2 separate regions of the Mus musculus genome follow, and region 2 is linked to region 1. A link is a contact called in public promoter capture Hi-C data. All regions are on one chromosome and are shown on one strand. Each heading gives the region's core, a stretch centred on a gene start, on an enhancer-like site or on the middle of the called end of the contact. The rest is flanking DNA. Distances are from core to core; before and after follow the strand shown.

The links. Capture Hi-C pulls out chosen DNA fragments and counts their contacts.
Region 2: a contact with region 1 is called in a promoter capture Hi-C map of liver, with 2.3 times the contacts expected there. The contact joins the promoter of Zfp317 here to the promoter of Zfp426 in region 1. A contact is called at or near these places in 6 of 39 promoter capture datasets (the 3T3-L1 cell line, the C10 cell line, embryonic stem cells and 3 more), 5 of 115 datasets of contacts at active chromatin or transcription factors (Th17 cells, astrocytes, extraembryonic endoderm stem cells and 2 more) and 2 of 9 other capture datasets (adipose tissue and liver).

Annotation. Positions count from the first base shown.
Region 1 is chr9:20,490,450-20,495,261 of GRCm38.p6, reverse strand. Zfp426 (zinc finger protein 426) reads left to right here and starts at 2,516. Exons shown (of 9, transcript NM_001110309.1): 1 at 2,516-2,564; 2 at 2,811-2,876. It overlaps Zfp266 (zinc finger protein 266), which reads left to right. Exons shown (of 9, transcript NM_001082485.1): 9 at 1-194.
Region 2 is chr9:19,619,931-19,624,742 of GRCm38.p6, reverse strand. Zfp317 (zinc finger protein 317) reads right to left here and starts at 2,652. Exons shown (of 9, transcript NM_172918.4): 1 at 2,458-2,652.

The DNA of each region.
Region 1 (4,812 bases), core at 1,267-3,766:
AATTCTTTTAGACCATTATGTATAATGCAACTAGTAACAAAATTGGAATTTTAGCAACTTTTTTCTTCTGTATTTGTTGCATGTACCTTTTCTGTAATGTTTTCACTGAAAATTTTACCCAGTGCTTGAAATTTATGTACTCCATTTACTATTTAGTTGCTATTCTAAAACATTAAATCCAGTTTTAAAATAAAGTGTGTTAATGTTGTTTCTTTCTGAGTGGACTAGACAGTTTGCATACAGGTTGCCATCATTAATCTCCTGAGCATCACAAAGTCAGAGACCCAGAAGCAAGTGCACTACTACACTGACATTGAAGAAATTCAAAGTAGCAGAATTAATGTCATAGAGGATTTGCTAAGGAGACATTAAATCATACAAAGTAGGATTTAGCTGAAGGAGTGCTGTTCCTCAATACCCCAAAGTAGTGTGCTACTCAGGCCTATTAGAGATAAATCCATGGTGCTAGGATGTAAATGTCTGTTCACTAGGATTGAACAACCATTAGTCCAGTCCCCAAAGAACATATCTCTAACATGCAGCTCAAGGGCACAGATCACTTTCACAATGGATGTTGAGTCCTGGTGTGCCATAATGTTCTCAGTTTTTTTGTTTAAGATTTATTTATTATATGTAAGTACACTGTAGCTGTCTTCAGACACCCCAGAAGAGGGCGTCAGATCTCATTACGGATTGTTGTGAGCAACCGTGTGGTTGCTGGAATTTGAACTCAAGACCTTCGGAAGAGCAGTGTACTGGCTAGTTTTGTGTCAACTTGACACAGGCTGGAGTTATCACAGAGAAAGGAGCTTCAGTTGGGGAAATGCCTCCATGAGATCCACTTGTAAGGCATTTTCTCAATTAGTGATCAAGGGGGAAAGGCCCCTTGTGGGTGGTGCCATCTCTGGGCTGATAGTCTTGGGTTCTATAAGAAAGCAAGCTGAGCAAGCCAGTGGAAGCAAGCCAGTAAGAAACATCCCTCCATGGCCTCTGCATCAGCTCCTGCTTCCTGACCTGCTTGAGTTCCAGTCCAGTGTGGAATTGTAAGCTGAAACCCTTCCCTCCCCAACTTGCTTCTTGGTCATGATGTTTGTGCAGGAATAGAAACCCTGACACTAAGACAAGCAGTTAGTGCTCTTAACCGCTGAACCATCTCTCCAGCCCACACCCCAGTTCCTTTCTTTAAAAAAAATTTTTTTTTTTTTTTGCCAGCTGGGCAACATGACCCTGGGTCAGATCTATTTGAAAAGAACAACACTGGTGTACTTAAATAATCTTGGCAATATTTTTGTGTAAATAACCCATCTGACCAAGTGGCTAGACTTGTAGTCTCCTGTCTCTTAAATTGTTCAAAGTCTAATCAGGGGCTGGGACCTAGAGGTTTTAAGGATGAGTGTGTGTAAAATGCCTAACTCTAAGGTATATATAATTACATTTGAGGTCAACTCATATTTGGCCATGTGCTTTAGTAAAGAGCTTTTCCTTGAGCTCTAAGTGTGCAGTAAGAAAGTCTGCCTTTTCACTGAGAAGTCATACTGGCATATTGTTTCTGAAGCAACGCAAGCCCCTGGTTGAGCAAGTTCATGGCAGAGAGGGTAAATGGGTCTCTTGACAAACTGATCTTGCATCCTGTAATAGATCAGGGCCATAAATGCTTTTACTTTCGTCAGAAAGTGATTATAGCTTCATTTCTCTTTGACTCGCATTGACCAACAGATGTCAGCAGAATTCAGCCTAGTAACATTACAGTTTTCAGCCTCTCAACTGTTGCGTGGTTAAACTGGCTCTTCATTCATGTTATTAGGGACCATCAGTAACCAGGAGTGTCGAATCTGAGTGACTGGGCATTTTTCCTGTGACTTGAGATGACAAAAACCCGGATTTGAGCTTACTGTTTGCTTAGGGCATTCAATAGAACCGGGGACTTGGGAAAACAGTTGCTGGGAAAGATGCAGATACGCGGTTAAGACGAGTTCAAGACCCACCCAGTAACTACTTCAGGATTCTCAGTCAGAAACCCAGTTATTTCCATTGGGCTCCTGAGGCTGGTGGAATGGGCTTAGGTAGGGTAAATCTGTTGAAGCACCCTTTATGGTCGCAGCCTACGAAATACAATTTCAACATCTTGAGAGGTCTAGATGATTACGGAAGCGAGACTGCCTTCTGTTTCCTACTGGACTAGGGTGCACTAGAAAGCAAGGGTTCTAAGAATGCAGCGATGGCAGGCAAAAAAATTTCCTGAGCGGACGCTGGGTACCCACAAGAAACCCTGTGGTTAAAGGACTTACTGGTCCTGGCACCACCGTTGCCCGGCTCACAGCCTGGATTCTAATTCTGTCTTGTCCTGGAGACCAGCGTCGGCCTCCAGCTCCCGCGGTGAAGCCCTTACAGCCCCTCCGCCCTGACACTGCGGAGAAACTAGAAATCTGACAGGAATTCAACCGAGGTAGACTCCCGGGCCTGGCTCTGCAGCAGACCGAGCGCGAGCGGAAGTGACGTCATGCCCGCGCCCGTCTCTTCCGGCTCTTATCTGCACTGAAGAGTTGCGGAGTTGCCTGGCATTCGTGAGTTCTGCGGTACAAGGACTACCTGGAGGCGGAGGGGGAGATAGAGAACGAGAGTGCAGAGCTCTGCTCCGCTTGCCACGGCGCCTCCGGGCGCGGCCAAGCCTGAGTCCTCTCTGGCTGTCAGTCGCCAGGCTGGGGAAGTGCCCAGAGGGCGGGCCTGGCGATGGCTGCGGCTACGATGCTGCTCTTCAAAAGCCGCCCAAGCAAATTCTGTGCGAAAGGCTCTTTTATTTTTCTCCTCAGAAATGAAATTTTGCCGGAGTAGTTGGAGTGATCAGCGCCATACACCTTGCGATTTCAGCGCCTCTGGTGAGCACTCAGTGAAAGGTCGCTTTTGGAAAAAGCCGTATTCCCTTTTAAAAAAATATTAGAGACGAATGTCGGGGTGAGAACTTAATTCATATTGTTAGATTGTACTTTATTTAGTGAGTGCGTGTTTTATTTTGACCATTAGTTTCAGATACAGAGACAAATTTCTTAGTTACTTCGAATGTACGTCTTTCTTGAGAGAATATAAACATTGGTAGACCTCCAGCCCATTCATAAAAACCTAGCGGGCAAGCCTTTACTCACGGCACACAGGTGGCAAAAGGATTTCTGTGAGTTCTTGGCTAGTCTGGTGTACAAAATGAGTTCCAGGCCAACCAGTGCTACGTGGTGAAATACTGTATTTATTAAAAAACAAACAAGCAAAAACCTAACAAACAATAATAGTGAGCTTTTTTCCACCTCCAAAGTTCCTAGGCCTGTGTTTGTTTCCTCATCCCTTTATCTCTCTGTGCTAGTGGTCCATTCAGGGCCTTGTGCGTGATACACATACTTTTCTCTTCGTTCTTAGATCTGTTCATCACTAAACTGCTTGGAGCTCACAGAAGAAATGTGGAAAGCTAGATTATTAAAAATCATAGAATTAACTATTAAGAAGATTGATAAATTAGTGTTCTCTCCCCAACAATCCCCCCCCCCCCATTTCTCTTTTTAAAAAAAACTTAGACGTACTAGCATATTTGATGGTCCAGTATCTGTTATGCTGCAGTCACCTCTTGCAGCAGTCCGTGTCTACTCTTTCCCCAGCAAGATATATTGTATGGTGACTTGTTTGCTAAGATGTAAACTGAAAATAAAGGGCAACATGGTAGCACATAGCAGTGATCTCAGGAGTTGGAGCAATAGGAACATGATTTCTTTTCTTTTCTTTCTTTCTTTTTTTAGATTTATTTATTTTATATATGTGACCACACTGTCACTGTCTTCAGACACACCAGAAGAGGGCATCAGATCTCATTGTAGATGGTTGTGAGCCACCATGTGGTTGCTGGGATATGAACTCAGGACCTCTGGAAAAGCAGCCAGTGCTCTTAACCACTGAGCCATCTCTCCAGCCCCAGAACATGATTTCTATGCCAGGATAGTTACATAGTTTCAGGCCAGTCCAGTCTGCATAGTTATACCCCTATCTCCGAATAAACAATAATAGATACAACACTTGACTGTTAAATACTTGGTAATGTACCACCTAGATTAGGACATTGTCTTACTGAAAGCAAAATATTATTAGATTCAATCAAGAAAATTAAAGAATAGAGTTATTTGGGTATTCAGCTCAGTTGATAGAGTGTTTGTGTGTTATCCACAGACCCCTAGGTTCAGTTCCTAGTACCACATAAACTGAGTGCAGTAGCTCACTTGATTTTGATCCCAGCTCTCTGCGGATAGAAGCTGGAGCATTAGGAGTTCAGGGTCAGCCTCGGTCACATAGTAGGTTGTAGGCCAGCCTGAACCACATGATCTTGTCTTTACAAAAGAAAAGAAGGAAATCAAGAACTGGCTGAGGATATAGCTCAGGAATAGAATACTTGCCTACCATGTATGAAGCCCCAGTTCAATTCCCAGCACCACAAAAATACATACATACATACATACATAAAATGATGCATGTGATATCTGATCTATAAACATTCAGAATTCTCCACATTGTTTTAAAAAGCGGCAACAAGCTTCTGGATGTTTGGAGGTATGTGATCCTTTCAAGCTTTCTATATTGTGCTGGGCTTGGTGGCAGATACCTGCAGTCCCAAGAACTGAGAGGTAAGGTCGTGTGCTCTAGGTTAGAGGACACGTGCATTTTATTTTGACATACACTAATTTTTTTTCTCTTTCCCCTGCTCTCTCAATTTCCCCTGGTCTAGCAATTTATTTACAACTTATTCTGGGGAAAATAAGAAACAGATTTTTAGTTGTAACT
Region 2 (4,812 bases), core at 1,403-3,902, 870 kb after region 1:
CCAGCCAGGTCTATACAGTAAGTTCTAGGGCCGTCCAAAGTTGCAATCACTGAGAACGAGGTCTGTATATCCACCATGTTGGTTTAGGGTCATTGTTATTTCTGCCATGTTGTGCTTTCTAGAACAGTTGCACGCCCCCATATACACTTGCTTCTCGTCCATATTCTACTGTGTGAGCCTTCCATTTTCCTTAAAGGAGTGATGGGATTTGACGTGTGTACTCAAGTGGTAAGTCACACCTGCTCTGTAAATGATTTCATCCACTGAGCCATCTTAATGGACCCCTTTTTAGTTCTTATCAGATAGGGTCTTATGCATCCCAAGTTGGCCTATAACTAGACATGCATACAGTACACACTGTCCTTGAACTTCTGATTCTCCTACATCTACTTCCTAAGTGCTGAAATTGTAGGCGTCTACCAACATGTCCAGTGATATCCTTACCCAAAATATTCCAGAATTTAGAGGGAAAAAGCCTCTGACATGTTTTGGGAAGATGGCTGGCATGAGCCTGAAATAGAAAAGGAAAACTTAACAGTAAAACACACACACACATACACACACACACACACACACACACACACACACAAACAAGCAAACGCAGCAAGAAGTTCCTAATGTCAGGAAAATGTGTCCTTTCTAAACTTAGTTACTACTGAAAAGTCAATTGTCCTAATTCCATTATGCTTGAAAAAAAACAAAAACAAAAACTCCATTATTTGCTTATTCACTCGATATACCAGCATTATATTGGTCAAGCACAAGATATTTCAATTCACCTGAAATACAGCAGGGGAAAAAAGAGCAGAAAAAAAGAAAACACAATAGAAGAGTACAGCAATACAGAAGGAAAAGAAAAGGACGATAAAAACAAACAGATGAACAAAATTAAAAACAACAAACAAAAAACAAAACACCTCCAGAAAAAGACAAGTTCCTTGACATAAAAATAGAAAAAATTCCAGCATATGGGAAGCCAATTTTACTTAAGAGTCAGAAGGAAAGCAGGGTCATCTATGATTGTGCTAGATAAACTCACTACCAATATTTCAAATCTCCATCCAAACCAGGATATAACAAATGTGTATAATTAAAAGGAAGCATATTTACTTATTTTAGTCAGGTGACAGAACTGCCTATGAACAACATCCAAATACTGTACTAAATTAGTAGAAATATATATTTTAGAAATAATCTTGATCTCAAATTCATAAAGTATAACAGCTTGAAGAAAATGTTATTGAAAACACAGGTAAGGAACAACAATATGAACCACAGAATTCTAAGGTGGGGGATAGGGGACTTTTGGGACAGCATTTGAAATGTAATGAAGAAAATACCTAATAAAAAATTAAAAAAAAAAAAAAAACAAGTAGAAAAAAGGTTGAGAGGAAAAAAAAAGAAAATACACTTAAAATCAAATTGCTCAGCTATATAAACAGATTAACTATAAAATTTAATGGCATAAAAATGTCAATATTCTAAAGACTAAAATACAGACCCAACACACCTTGGAGAGAGAAATGCAGCATCTGGGTTTTACATCTCATTTTAAAATATAAGGTGTGACACTATTGAAAAGTGACTACCTTTTGAGTTTAAGATACTTGGTGCAATGGGATACTTGGATCAGTAGAAAAATGATTTCATTAAAATACATAATAGTATTGGGGGAACAGCAAAATCCACATATTTCACTATAGGGGAGAGAAAATATGTACTATAACAAGAGCACACGAGTCTTTAATGATCTCCATCATAATCTAGCTTATAAATTCACTAAATGGTCATCGTTTTAATATTTTTTCATAATATAAAAATTGCCATTTTATTTAAAATTTAAGTGTTCAATTTCCCTGGCACCTATCATGTTCATTATTGTGTAACCATCATCACTAACTTCTAAAGTCATGTTTATTACTTACGGATACCATTGTCACCTTGTAGACTACAAACAAAAATTTGGCCTCTGCAAAAAACATAGCTATTGCTATCTTTAATTATCTTTAATTATATGTTTATTGAAGTTGTGGCTTTTATATAAAAGCTTGGAAAAATATTATGGAAAAAGTTCAAAGTATTTAATTAGATTAACTTTCAAATTAAATTACAACTATGTTTACAAGTAATTTATTCACATGAGGATTGTCAGCCAACAAACGCATAAAGCAACTGATGATTTAACATAATAGAAAAGGTATTAGGCAAGTTTCACAATAACAAAAAGAAAAAGGTGTGCACATATCAATGATAGTTTTAGGAAGGAAACCCATGCTAAGAGCAATCACTGTCATTCCGACACCCCTGAACATCCTGGTCTACATATTTTAAAACCTCTCCTGGGTCGCCAGGATGGGGACCTCAAGGCACGCCTCCTAAGGTTTCTGCTGTCCTCATCCCGGCCACAGCCCTCCGCTTCCTGGAGCTAACGGGTTAAGTGACGAACCACGGGCTTACCAGACTGAGGGTGGAATCCAGGAAGCGGAAGTCTCCGCGGCTAAGGCGGAAGAACTAGAAGTTCACGCAAGGCCCCGGAATGCTTCAGAACGCTTCGGGGAACAGGAGGGTCCAAACACAGGGGAAACCCCAACTATCCTTTCGCACATGTGACTTCCACTAGCTCCCCGAAGCAATGGCTTCTACTTCACGTCCGTCTTCGAAATCTCGCGAAACTTCATAAGCCTTTTATAACGTGAAACCTTCACGGCGTGCATCTTGGGAAATGGAGTTTGATAACCTTAATGAGCCGTGCATTCTTGGTGAACTAGGAACTCTCGCGAAACCGATTAATTGCTTCTAAATGAGATTGAAATGGTTTATGGGAAATGTAGTTTCTACGTTGGACGGCCCTGACAAGGGTTTATGGGAAATGTAGTTTCTAGTTGGACGGCCCTGACAAGGATGCTCAAGTAGAATATATATATGTGTGTATGTGTGTATGTGTGTATGTGTGTATGTGTGTATGTGTGTATGTGTGTATGTGTGTATGTGTGTATGTGTGTATGTGTGTATGTGTGTATGTGTGTATGTGTGTATGTGTGTATGTGTGTATGTGTGTATGTGTGTATGTGTATATGTGTATATGTGTATATATGTATATATGTATATATGTATATATGTATATATATGCTTTTTCCAAGTTCTAATTGCACCACATCATCTTATGGGCCTGCCTTCAGCTTGTTCTTCTTTCTAAGATCATCAACCTGAACCTGTTAGCAGTCACTCTTCCTACTTTAAATATTGTATGCAATCACTATAACCCATAACCCATACCTATACCCCCAAAACTACACTGCCTTACTTAAGATATTTAGACACATATTTAAATACTGAAAACACACCCAACCTAACCTCAAATATAGCAGCTTTATCAACTTGTTCGTTTCAAAATCGGTGTCAACACAAAACTACTCTTGCCGCAGATAAATTTGTTCACAAACAAATACCAAAGACCATGACCCAGAAACACCAACTGAGGGTGTGACAAAAGACAAATTTTTGCCAAGGAACTGCACACATGGGATTTTATTAGTCATAGAATGAAAAGAGTGAAAGATCAAGGCATTTAATAAATATGATGGGTGATAGATTAATATCTTGCAGAAAAGTAGGACAAAAAACTCTGCTGTGTATCTGTGTTGCTATCTATAGCATTGTAAGTTTTTAGGATTGATTAAGATTATTCATGTCTTAATAATATATGTTAAAGAATTTCATAAAGGTTGTTCAGCCAGATATAGGGATGGGCAATGAAATGAACTGAGGATACTGGAAATTGCCTAAGTTAATTTGATTTATGATAGTATTTGAACTTCACATGAAGTTATAAAGTTCTCATAACCATAGTATTTCTGCATTATCAACCTATCCTCTCAGCATGGACCATGAAAATCATGATACTATTAAAGATTAAAGAATCTTCAAAGTTAGTATACATTTGTATTCTCTTTTTCCTTTCTTTTCTTTTCTTTTCCTTTTTTTCTTTTCCTTTCTTTTCTTTCTTTCTTTCTTTCTTTCTTTCTTTCTTTCTTTCTTTCTTTCTTTCTTTTTTTTTGGCAGTAGGGAAATTTCAGATAGTAGCAGTCAACATTTTTATACTTCTATTTGTCAACCTGCATTCACTAATTCACAAAATATTACTCATTTTACCTTGAATGGGTCAATTTAACACTAGCATCTACCACACTGAGAGTCAAAAATGTTACCAGGTAGCATCTGAGACATACAGCAATGATTTCCAGGCTCTTGCTGTAACTCTGTTGCTGTTTGAAGGTAAAATTGTAGCCACAAGCTTATGTAGCTGACCAATACAGGGACATCTGTTTATGCAATCTGTGTAACCTTTAGGAACTGGAACTTTGATAGAGTCACTAGAGTGGGTAGGTCTTGAGGTTTGAGAGTCTGATTCCGGTTCCATTTGCTCAGTGCTTCTTAACAGCAGATGCAATATGACAAGCTGCTTTATCCCCTACTGCCAGGATTTCCCAACCAGAATGGACTGAATCCTCTCAAACTATAAGCCCAAATAACTCTTTAATTTTAAGTTACTTCTTGTTATTTATGTTGTCACAACAATAAGGTAAGTAACAAATAGAACTGTGTAAAAATAATGGTCCTACCAAAAGCAAACTTTAGATTCAATGTAAAATTCACATCAAATTTTAAACAAATTCTTCACAAAATTTGAAAGGACAATTTTCAGCTTCATTTAAACACACACACACACACACACACACACACACACACACACACACACACACACAATTTGTTACAGCTAAAACAACCCTGAATGGTAAAAGAACTGCTGGT